Linked DNA regions of Mus musculus: region 1 is linked to region 2. Evidence: chromatin contacts called from public ChIA-PET data. All regions are on one chromosome and are shown on one strand. The core of a region is the stretch at or near the end of the contact, and the rest is flanking DNA. Distances in the headings are between cores, read along the strand shown.

Evidence for each region. ChIA-PET counts read pairs in DNA pulled down with a chosen protein or histone mark.
Region 1: an RNA polymerase II ChIA-PET map of memory CD8 T cells shows a contact between it and region 2, with 8 read pairs. The contact joins two enhancer-like sites. A contact is called at or near these places in 1 of 484 Hi-C or Micro-C datasets (CD4 T cells) and 1 of 115 datasets of contacts at active chromatin or transcription factors (memory CD8 T cells).

What each region holds. Positions count from the first base shown.
Region 1 is chr10:99,383,136-99,389,476 of GRCm38.p6, reverse strand. No RefSeq gene overlaps it. Among named protein-coding and RNA genes, the nearest start is that of Gm34983, 73 kb to the left of the region's middle. Within about 2 kb of position 3,401, at least 44 of the 459 cell types and tissues checked have an H3K27ac peak or open chromatin away from gene starts, as enhancers often do. A contact at or near this core is called in memory CD8 T cells, where this site is marked.
Region 2 is chr10:98,780,393-98,786,025 of GRCm38.p6, reverse strand. No RefSeq gene overlaps it. Among named protein-coding and RNA genes, the nearest start is that of Gm40750, 24 kb to the left of the region's middle. Within about 2 kb of position 3,980, at least 72 of the 459 cell types and tissues checked have an H3K27ac peak or open chromatin away from gene starts, as enhancers often do. A contact at or near this core is called in memory CD8 T cells, where this site is marked.

The sequences.
Region 1 (6,341 bases), core at 2,152-4,651, 600 kb before region 2:
GAAATATTAACTGGACTTCAAGCCAGGACCAGGAAAGGATGAAGCCACAGGATAACTTCTCTTCCTATACGCCGTTGTTGTCCCAGTCCTCACAGAGCTTTTTTTTTTTTTTTTTTTTTTGCATTAACTAACTACAAGCAGATAGAGTTAGCTCCCCACAGCCCATTTTTATTCTCATAGGTAAAAAGCTGCAGCCCCCATTTCTGCTCCATATTTTTATTCAAGCCATGCTGTTGTGTGTCCGATGCTCTTTTGTCTAGGGAATGCCTATTCAGCCGTACCTCATTTGCTCATTCAGCCAGTGAGCAACCGTTGAATATCCACCTTAGGCTAGAAACCAGGGAAAACACTCACAGAGCCCCTGTCTTCAGAGAATAGGCACTATCCTAATGATACAGGCAAGGAAATACTTGGTGACGGTCAAGGAGAGCGATACCTGAGAGAGGGCTAGAGCGCCTTACGAGGCACACAGCCCAAACCAACGGTTTTCTGGGGAAGTATTGATATCCAAGTTGAAATGGTGTGCATGTAGATGACTGAACTTCCACAAGTGCTCAGCTTGGTCCCCGACACAGAAGGTAGATTGCTCAAAGTCAGAGTCAGCAAAGGCATTTGGAGATGTCTTCTCCAAAAGAAATAAATGAGGTTCTCCCAAGACTCTGGCTAGCTGTAGTGAGAGTGGCTGGTTAAACGTGAGGCCAGCGCTTTTACTTTTCACTTTCTGCGCATGCCCTTTCTGCGCATGCCCTTTCTGTGCATGTCCGGTTCTCTTTCCCTTTCTCTCCACTGTGCAGGAATCCATCCAAAGGACACCCTCAAGGACACCAGCAATGTTTGTATGTCTCAGGCTCTAGATTTATGAACCTAATGAAGTACTCCCCTTTATAAAGTAGCCTTATCTTGTTAAAAACAAACAAGATCGCAAAGTAGACTGAGATACAAGTCAAGAGGGAAAGATTCAACAGAGCTAACAGCATGAGTGAGCAGAAGAGATGGGGATAGTTCCCACTACAGTGGGAACCTAGCCAGCCAGCTTAGCCCACAGAACCAGTTGAGGCCAGCCGGGGCTGCCAGGTGAAACTCAAACTCAATAAACCTGAAGCCAGCAAGAAAAGCAGGCAAATGGAATAGTCTACCATGTGCTTCAAAGAATATTGTTCCTTTGAGAAGCTCCAAAGTATCGCAGTTTACAGCACAGTGTACTGGCAGCAGCAACAGAAGCGCTTTCCCTTGGGCAAGGAGGAGACACTAAAGCTCTAAGACTCCCCTTCTGTGTGGTGATGTGACTAGTTTCCTTTGCTGCCCTGTAGGTACTTGGTGGAGGAGGGACCGAAAACAGTAGATAACAGAGGAGCCATTCAGATGAGAGCCACTGAGGAAGAAGCAACAAAGGCTGAAAGAGACAGATGAGAGAAGATGCCACCAACCGGAACATGGTGATGAATCATATTTCGGAGATGAGGGTGGCTTATACCCATGTTTCTGGTTTGGGCAACAGGGTGTCTCCCTGTGCCTGTCACTGACACTGAGAACATGGGTAGGGAGTGGTTTGTGGGGGAAGATAATTGCTGCAATGGTTTCTGGGATAGCCAGTAATTTCCAAAGACTATTTCAAGCCCACCTGTATGATTCAACTGCATTAAGCAAGAAAAGAAGTCGTCCATTTGTTGGGTACCAGGGCAGGAAGGGATAATACAGAAATGACACCATCGCCTCTTCCCTTAATTATCTATCTCAGTTCCCAGAGTGGAAGACTCATCATCTGGAACTTCTTACTCAGGGTAGATGATGGAGAACAGAGATGTTCTCTGACAACTGAGCTCTTCTATGTACGTGCTTGGCTCAGTGCCCCCTCGCTCACACAGGTCTCTACTTAACCCTCATCTGACTAGAGGGAATTTTCTCATTACTCTTGGTAAGGAACAAAGCCTTCCACCCATATCCCAGCACCTCCTTGCTTGCTTGCTTTTCCTCCATAGCGCTTCCCAATTTGGGGGTGGGGGGCAGCAGACGGTTTTGTAGTCTGCTTTAGTAGAAGGTGCACAAATGCAGGACCTTCTGATTCCTGCTCAGCCTCCACCTCTAAGATAGGGCTTGCCACATAGTGGGAAGCAGCAATTACTTACTAAATAGATTAGAGGGATGCATGGATACAGTCTAATGATCAGAAGTTACATCCCAAAGGGGGGGGGGATCACCTAGGTATCATCAGGTTGAAAATTGTATGGGACTCATAACGGGAAAGTGTCCTCAGGAAGAAAACACAGCACTGAAAGAGGTCCCTACAAATTTGTAACACCAATCTTTAAATTGTGAACTGTAGAAGAATGTGTATACAGCCAGAAAGAGCTTAGCTCCTAAGCACAAGGAAAGCCAGAGAAAGGAGAGGGTCGAGAAATCAGGGCAGGAGATGGATCATGAAGGAGATAGCCATAGCTATGAATGAAACCAGGAAGGCAAGGAAGAAAAGGACTGTCAGACTGGGGACATAGCTCAGTTGGTAAAGTGCTTATGTGAGTGTGAAGACCTGAGTTCAATCCCAAGCACCCAGATAAAAAAAAGTCAGAATGGTGCCATACAGACACTTAGTCCCAGCATCAGAAAAGCAGAGACAGGGGACTGGCCAGCCACCTTAGCCTAATTGATGAGACTCAAGCCACAGTGAGGGATTCTGTTCCCCAAAACCAAGATGGCGCTGGGGATGATGGCTCAGAAATGTACAAGTTCTTGCTTTGCAAACATAAGGACCCGAGTTCAAACCCCAACATTGACATAAAAAGCTGGAAATAGTTGCATGTGCCTATAACTTCAATGTTGGAGAGGAGGAAATGGGTAGATGTGGAGAATTTGGTGGCCAGCCAACCTAGGAAAAATGGTGAGTTTCCTGCTTCACAGAGAGACTCTGTCTCAAGTCAATTAGGCAGAAAGTAACCAATGCCCTGCTTTGGCTTCTGAATGTGTATTGTGTGTGTGCACAGTGTTTGTACACGCACGCGCACACATACACACACAAAAACAATCTGGTTGTGTTTACCAACCATAATGTCATTATTGACCTCTATTTAGAACAATTTGGGAGCAAGATCAAGATGTGGTCCAGATTTCAGTGGGCTTGCTTCAGTCAAGCAATAAAAGATGAGGGGTAGGGGTAAAAAAGGAAGAAAAAAAAAGAGATAATAACTGGAAGGAAACATGGCTAAGAGAACTTGTTTTTCTTAAGATGGTGGGAGCTTGAACAAACTTAAAGGTCGGTAGAAATGATGCAGTAGACAGGAAGTGGTTTAAGCTTAGAGAAGTCAAAAAGATAATCAATACCAGGAGATCTCTAAAGTACAAGAAGGGAGGTTTCCTTCTTCCGGAAGCCTCCTGTGACCTCCCCTGCCCACATCTCCATCCTTCTGACAATGGCCTGCATCTGGTATGAGCACGCACAGGTCTATTATTGTGGCTCTGCAGAGGAAGTGTGAGCCTGTGTATGCTGTGGTTGCTCGATCGGGTTTGAGCTCTTTGAGGAAAGCGATGAATTCTGATTTGTTTTGCATCTCCCCAAGAAACAGCATAGAATCCAGTGTGTGTGTGTGTGTGTGTGTGTGTGTGTGTGTGTAACATTAAAGAAATATTTTATAAAATAGTGCACAAGGCAATGTGTATTTGAGTGTGTGGGAAGGATGCAGGGAAACGTGGACTCAGCAAACAGCTATTGAAGGGTGTGTACCGACAAAAAGATGGAGTCCATAAGCACGTAAATCTAGGGGAAAATAATGAGAAAGCCAGAGAACAAACTAAGGACAAATTTCAGCCAAACAAAGCCTCTCAAAGCAGCATGTTACCAATTCAAAAAGGCCAGTGTGTTAGCACAGACCCGCACCTCTTCCCAGGAGACCATTTTCTATGGGAAAGGAAGGTGGCCTTACCATTTTAAAAGATTGATTACAGGCTTGCGCCCTCTCTTCCTGTTTTTCATAATTGTAATCTATGAATCACTTGCCTGGATTTGCCTTTCTCCCTCAGCTCTCAGAGGTTTACTGGCTCCTAAGGTCTTTAGCAAAAGTGCAACACACCCATGCTCCCAAGGTACAGTCGTTAAGACCCTGCCTGCGGCTTATTCCAGTACCCCTTTCCACTCAGAATCCAACATCATTGCATTCTACTTCCAAGACTGGTGTGTGTGTGTGTGTGTGTGTGTGTGTGTGTGTGTGTGTGTGTGTGTGTGTGTGTGTGTGTTTAGATGAGACCAGAAGTCTAGGGAAAACCCACGTGGCCATTTCCTTACAGAGGAACCACCAAAAAAAAAAAAAAAAAAAAAAAAAAAAACCGTCAAAGTCAAAGTCAAAGCAAGCAGACTGCCCAAACATTTCCCAAACAGAGTGCCAATGTTTGAATCATCAGCACATATCCAGGGACATCCCAGGCTTCATGCACCAGAGTGACTGAAGTACAACATGCACTAATGCCCGAAAGTCATCTAGGTCACTTATGCAAGTGGCCAAAAGTTATCCAAACAAACACACAAGGAAATCTGACTGTCACCTTGGAGCGGTCCAGAATCCACATCTTGAAGTCTCCTGGATATCAGGTGCTAATCAGACACTTGTTTTCTTTTTACTGACTTTCTTATTGTAGTCACACTTAAAACAAATAAGAATGGTATCCTTTGTTGGCTCCTCTTACTTGGAAACCAGGTCTCTAATCTTGGTTTGGCCTTTTACCTTTGTCCAAATATGCTTCGCCTCCAATAATGACACCCCCGTTGAGAACTGGATTCTACATGAATTGCTTCCAATTATTTGGCCATGAGCTCAGACCTACTTTGTAATCTTCCAGCTGGATATCCGGATGTCCCTCCGCTACCACAAACCAAATACGTTCAAAGCCAAACTCATCTTCTTCCTCCTCCACAAAACCTGTTCATCCACTTAAGTCCCCAGCTTCTGTGAATGATGCCACTGTTGTGCTGAGTCCAAACCTCAACTGTCAACTCACCCCCTTCCTCTTGTGAATGAATCTTTGCTCTCATCCAATTCTTAAATTCCATTGCAAAGTTCTTTAAGCCCCATTTCCTGCATATCATTCCATCCAACCTCAATGTCCCACACCTTCTTCCGGTTCAGTACCCTCATCCGGCTAGCTCTCTTATCTCCTCGTGTGCTTTATGGCTAATTCTTACTTATAGGAGAAAATAGCCAAGGCAGACAGCAGTCAACTCCTGCTATTATCTCTTACAAGGGGTATGATCGTGAGCAATTTCCCAAGCCCTCTAAACCTTATTTTTGTTTCGTAAAATGGTCATTCATTGCAGGACTATAACTTGATGCAATTCAAAGTGCCTCGTGCGTAATTGCTCAAAGAATCAGTTACTCTTGCCCTAGAGAAGTGTTCTAATTATGTGTTTTCCACACCCCCAAGCCTCCCAATTTCCCTTTCTCCACGGAAACAAGATATAGCAATGTTGCCCTTCACAACTCCTGTCAAACTGGGAGTCATCTCCCAGACTGGTCCCAGTCTTCCCAAAATACCATGCTGACCTTTCCAGATGATAGGATTTTCCCACTCCTCTTTATCACTCAAGATCCTCCCAGTTTTTACAAAACAACTGAATGTCATTTCCTGGGTCCTACTTCTCATAGCCCAATACAATCTCCTCAGCTTTTGGCAGATAAGATGAGTATCTCCAGCAGGTATGGCCATAGACTTCTGCTTCTGAATCCTTGATTTGTTTTCTTGAAATGTTTTCTTGAAATGTGTATTTACATAAGAGGCTTATGTATTTACATTGATGTGTGTGTGTGTGTGTGTGTGTGTGTGTGTGTGTGTGTGTGTGTGTGTGTGTGTGTGTGGTGTGTAAGCACAGGGCTGGGAACTAACTTGGTGCTCATCTTTAAACCCAGATACTTTTCTACAACACTCCAAGGATTAGTGCATTGAGTTTTTAAAAAAAGAAAAACCAAAAGACCACATCCATGAAAGAATGGCATGTGCATGACAGGCATACAAAATTGACAGAGACAATCAATTTTGTTTATTTTAATCAATGATTTGTCCTGATTACCCAGAACAGTGCTTAAAATAGAGTTGCCATTCACAAATGAACCATTGAGTGACTTCATGGTCCAAAATTACCCTGCAAGCCAAGGAGAGATGAAAAAAAAATGACCCCCATCTAATCCAATTTTTAACGTTATGCCAATTAGCAACACGGAAACTCTGCATGGTTTCATCAGCTCATATCAGGACCATCAGACCATGCATCATTGACAGGAAATGAGCACCAGCTGTCCACTCGGGGAGTGCAGCTGAAGTCATGGAGCCCTGTTCGAAGTGCCCTTGGGTGCTCTTACCCA
Region 2 (5,633 bases), core at 2,731-5,230:
GCCAGTGTTTTGGAAAGAGCACAGCCTTTGGACTGTTTAATTCCCATCTGTGTCTTAAGTAAATACTCTCCAGCTTCCTTAAGGTGATTTTCTTAGAACTACAGTTGCATTATTATATCATATGATAACTCATTAAAGATGACATAATTCCATGCTAGCATTCTATTTTAAGACATTCTCCTTCATTTTTTTTCTCCTCAATGTCCATTATATAAAGATTATAAAAGTACATTGGTCCAAATGTTATTTCTAAGTAAAATGCATTATACTTATCAACTACAGTTCTGCTTGAGGTAAAAAATTGAGATTGGGTGAAAGGAAAAGTAATTACATATATATGTGTGTGTGTGTGTGTGTGTGTGTGTGGTGTGGTTAAACTCAGAGTCTGACATGTATAACTGGCAGCTGTTAAAAGTAATGTTTTAAAATAATGCCTGGTAATGCAGGAAGTGGTTGCTACAAAACAAACGCAGAAAAAAAAGCAAGGTGTGGTCCCATGAGGATGGTGTGATTGTCAGTAGTTAAAAACATTGGAAGGAAAATACTGAATGCTAAGGGTTTATATCTGAGACAAGGTTATCTCTGCTTTAAGATTTTTTTCTTTTCATGTGCCTTGTAAGCTTTTCATTTTAAAGTATACATAGTCACAAGAAAACCTGTAAATATTGTTTGTTTCTGATCTTATGATATTCTTTCAAGTTGCATCTAATTTTGGAATCTCACTCGAAACCTCCTCTTCTTTATTTGCTGTGGTTCATATATTTCTTTGCCTTTGTTTTCAGGGAGTCTCAGGTAGCTTGGGCTGGACTTCAACTAACAATAATATCAAATTAATGTAGAAACACATGAACAATCTACCTTAACCTCTTAAGTATTAATATTACAGGTATGGTCTACCATCCCCAGTTAGATTCTGATTTCTTATCTTTTATATCTCTGGCTTTATGTGTTTGTTAAAAAAGCTAAAGAAGAGATTACATAAAGCCTATGTGATAAACAGAAATATTATTGTTTTTATAAAAGCCGCGTGTCTGAAGAAAAACAGAACACCATGAGCTATTAGAAGAAAATCAAAGTCAAGGGCAGTCAGTGTTGGAAAAGAATGGGGAGCTGTGGCAGACTTGGTTATAAGTGCCTTCCTGTAACATCATTGGCTGTATAACTCAAAAGATGAAGAAATTGATGTTCAATGCAGCCATGTGACTGACTCTATCAGGACAAATGGAATCCATGGTGCCCCAAAAGGGTCTGTCTTCTCCTGATTCTTTTGTTTGACTTGATTGTAAGTAAATATGTCTGCTGACATGTGCACACTCAAAGTATAATCACACAATTGAAAATTTGTTGAGGAATGCATGATAGAATGGGTGCGTGCCCATGTATTTTACTGAGTTTTCCAACTCTCTTTGACTTGTGTGTATTGGATATAAGTTCCCTGATGTTGGTCCAGCACTGCATGAATTCTGTTTTAACTTCCTCCAGCTGTAGGAAAGTTCCTATTCCTGTCAGGTCTCAGTACCTTCCATTAAGAGTCTTAGTAAGTGCTCTTACCTAGACGCCACATCTTAATAGTTTAGACTACTCCCAGAACACTACTATTTTGGATCCAACAAGGGCTTGGTACATTTCATTATGCTGGTATTATATGTAGATTGATAAGGGCTAATGACACAACAAAGACTTCTAGATAATTAAGATAGTAAGTGTGGGAGCCATGGCTGTAATCTCGTGTGCATCTTTATAAAATCAGGGAAATGAAATTGGCCTATTTTGCAGTTGGCTTTTAGACACATTATTAATGCTGCTTACATAACTACTTCCTAACAGAAGAAGCTTAAGTTAGTGACAGTTTTCTTAGGAGTTAAAGTAGAGTAGTATTAATTGAGTTCCAAATGCATTGCTGAAACAAAGACACTTTGGTAAGGCCAACAAGAAAAGCCTTCCTGTGTGGATTGACAGTGACAATCACACAACACATAAAGTATTTGATAAGACCAATCATAATGAGGTGGAGAAAATTGACATACCATCAATATCACTAAAGCTATCAGACTTACATATATTTTTTTGCTGCTGTTGCTGGACAACAATAGTTGTTACTATTTTGTACTATTTTGTACTATTTTGGCTTTGTAGCTCAGGCTAGCCTTCAATGTAGCCTGGGTTGATTCTGAACTCATGGTTTTCCTGCCTCAATTTTTTGAGGACTATCCCTAGCTTTTGTCCCCGCCGGCAAGAACACACTCAGGACAACCAGAATCTTCTGCAGCAAAGCTTTTATTGCTTACTTATCAGGAGGGAAGACCCGAACTGGGAAAATGGTGCTGCTTATATAGCCCGCAACGTGACGTTTCAGCACCTGATGTGGCGTGACAGCTCCTGATTCGTTACTCGCCCATCACCCCATTGCTACGCCGCGAGATGGGCAGTGACGAGGTGTGAGTTCACTCTTGCACTTGCACATAAGGCTTGTTTACTAGTTAGGCGCAGTGAAAGCCAGCGCCATCTTAGAATGGTGATTGCTCACGGCACGCACACGATTGTTCGCGGCACGGCTCTCCACAGAGGACTGAATTTACGTAAGTGGATTATTATACCTAGTATCCTTGGGTTTCTATTGCTGCAATGAAACATCATGACCAAAAAGCAACTTGGGGAAAAAAGGGTTTATTATACTTCTAGAGCATACTCCATCATTCGAGAAAGTCAGGAGATGAGCTCAAGAGGGAGTAGAACCTAGAAGCAGGAGCTGCTGCAGAGGCCATGGAGGAGTGCAGATTCCTGGTTTGCTTCACATAGATTACTCAGCCTGCTTTCTTCTAGAACCCAGATCTACCAGCCCAGGGAATGGCACCACTCACAATGGATTGGGCCCTCCCGCATTGATCAATGATTGAGAAAATGCCTTATAGCTGGATCTCATGGAGTCATTTCCTCAACTGAGGCTCCCTCCTCTCTGATGAATCTAACTTGTGTCAAGTTGACACACAAAAGCAGCCAGTACACCTAGCTTTTCCATTTTGAAAATCATGTTTTAATTAGTAGAACATCATCTGCATCTTTAAACGGGTTGGCTTATGCATCACCTGATGAAGTATCCACTCGCTTCCTGGAAGTTTGGTCAATTACAGCCTGGAATACAAAGAAGAAAGACTTTTCTTCAATGGTGTAGTAAGTTATGTATGACAAAGACAAAATAATAACAAACGATGATGGATTAAGATGTTCTTGGAGTGTAGAGGGAATCGGTCTAAAGACATGACTGAATTCTACAAAGTATTCAAAAAGTTCAAACCCATGGGAAGTGGTGGCAAAGTTGGTTGTCCTAGTGTTTTTTTTGTTTTATTTTGTTTTGTTTTTGCAAGGATTTGCATTGTTCATGAAGCAGCCATCCCTGAATTTTGATCCAGAACAGTGCTGTGAGCAAAGGAACCCAGCTGTCAGTAGCAATTTCAGAATGTAGTAAATAATTTACTTGCATTTCTCAGAAAAAAAGGCTAAGGGAACACATAACTCTCAAAATTTTCCTCATGGGGTATGTTGGTGGAGGAGGGATATGAAGGAGGGTTCATATTTCATATTTCACTGTAATATGGATAACATCCCTCAGCATAAAGAAAAAGCATGATAAAAAATCTCTTTCTTCGAATTCCATTTTTCTTTTTTATGAGGGACTGCCTCCATGGGCAGCCTCTTCCCTGAGCCATGTCTGCTGGCCCAGCTTGGGCTGATTTTACTTCCCCTGCCCAGTGTCTCCTCCCATTCCTCGTAATTGGCTTAGCATACTTTACAGCTCACTCTTCTGTTTCCTGCTGCCTGTGGTAGGAGGGGGGGGGGGGGCATTGTTCTTTGTTGGCTCTGATGGTTCCCTGTGTCAGAGCTTTGTTTTCTTTTGATGTCTTTCCTCAGGAGATAGAGGTGGAAACAGTTGTACAAAACCATAGTCAGAGGATGCTAGAACGACTCAGAAAGGGGTAGCTTCTGTCTTGCTCTGGAGGAGCAATGTGTCTGAAACCCTACCAGAGGCAAGTCTAGCTCAGGATGCTCTCCCCCTCCTTCTGAATGCTTCAGCTGTGTGGGAACTTTCTCTGTGTGTCTGCGGCTGCTCAGGAAATAGCCTTCAATTGTAGAAACACAGGGTCATGGTTTCATACACTTTGGATGTCATTCGAGAGACAGATTAAAGGCAAGAATATGCACTATCTACACACTGTCTACTATCTCTTAGATACTATCTCTTCTATCTACTTTAATGTTATGCAGCATGGCAGATTTGAGGACTTTCCTTCTTTCCATCTTGTTTGTTTGTTCTTAGCCTCATCCAGGGAAAAGGATATGAGACTTTTTCATATTAATACTCAGGACCATGTATGTACCTATGACAAGAAACCCTTATTGATCACCAAAATGTTACATTTCCTTAAATCCATCCAGTGAATAAATAGGCATGAGTATGAGTATGTTGTCAAATAGTTAACAAGGCTCTACTTCAGTGTTAGATGACGAAATGTATATGTGGTTTTGTTAATGACATGGAGCACAGAAAATAATTTAATTGGTATCATAAAGGTCCCATCTACGTCCTTTTCCACCAAATTCATCTCCGAATCAGAAATGCTAATAAGCTGGAAATGGGTGGATGTGCGCTTTCGCCAACTCTTGTTTCCTTGCTCCCATAGCAGAAACCGATGGCTCAAACTCCTGCAGACGATTCATTCTAATTTTTTTATTGAATGAAAATGAAATCTGCCTGAATCAGAGCACAGACTGATGCAAGGACCACAGCGTGTGCTGTTCTTTATAAGCTGTGTATCTGGTCTCGGCATAATCATAGAGTGGCTAGCGATGATTCATCTAGAAGACCTATTTAAGGAAGGAAGAAAAGTCCCGGGCTTGAGAATGACCCTAATCAGGTGCTGACAATTGTGTGTTGAAAGTTCTATGTAAAGCCCAACTTTCCAACCACAAAAAGGGGCATGTTTTTGTTCAACATTTTGGAGTGTAGAAATTAAGGGAAAGCTGATCTAAGATGAAAGGCCTAGAAATAGTTTTAGCTTTCATGGTTGACACAGGAAAAAAAAATCTATTGAGCAGATTAAACAAATAAATGTCAAGTCATGTGTTTAACTTGAATTCTCATGAGGATTTGTAGTATTTGTCAGATGATTCTAAAGTTTATTTCTGATATTAGATAGATAGGCCAGGTCATAAGGCCTCAACTGAAGAGCCCCATCAGATTCTGCACAGGTAATGCTTTCTGCATTTCCCGTGCATCCACATATTTTAATCCCTTGGGTATTTCTTGCTTTTTTTTTTTTCCTCATTGTGGTTGTTTAACAACATATGACTATTTCTTTTCTTTTGCTAGGCATTGTGTTAAGCTTGGGGATATAAAATATGTCTCCCTTCCTTAAGTTTCTAAGACAAGAAAATGGACTTCAATTGTACAGTGCCCCTAAGTGCTGAGACAAAAATAAACCCAGATGCTAATTGAGACTGAGAAATCTCTGAAGGCTTCCAGGAAGGACTGGCTCATGGGCTGAGCTTTTAAAAAGTAATGTATTTACTGAGATGAAGGAGAGGCTGAGAATGTGGTTGATAAATGTGTAGATTCAACATCCAGGCAATCTGGT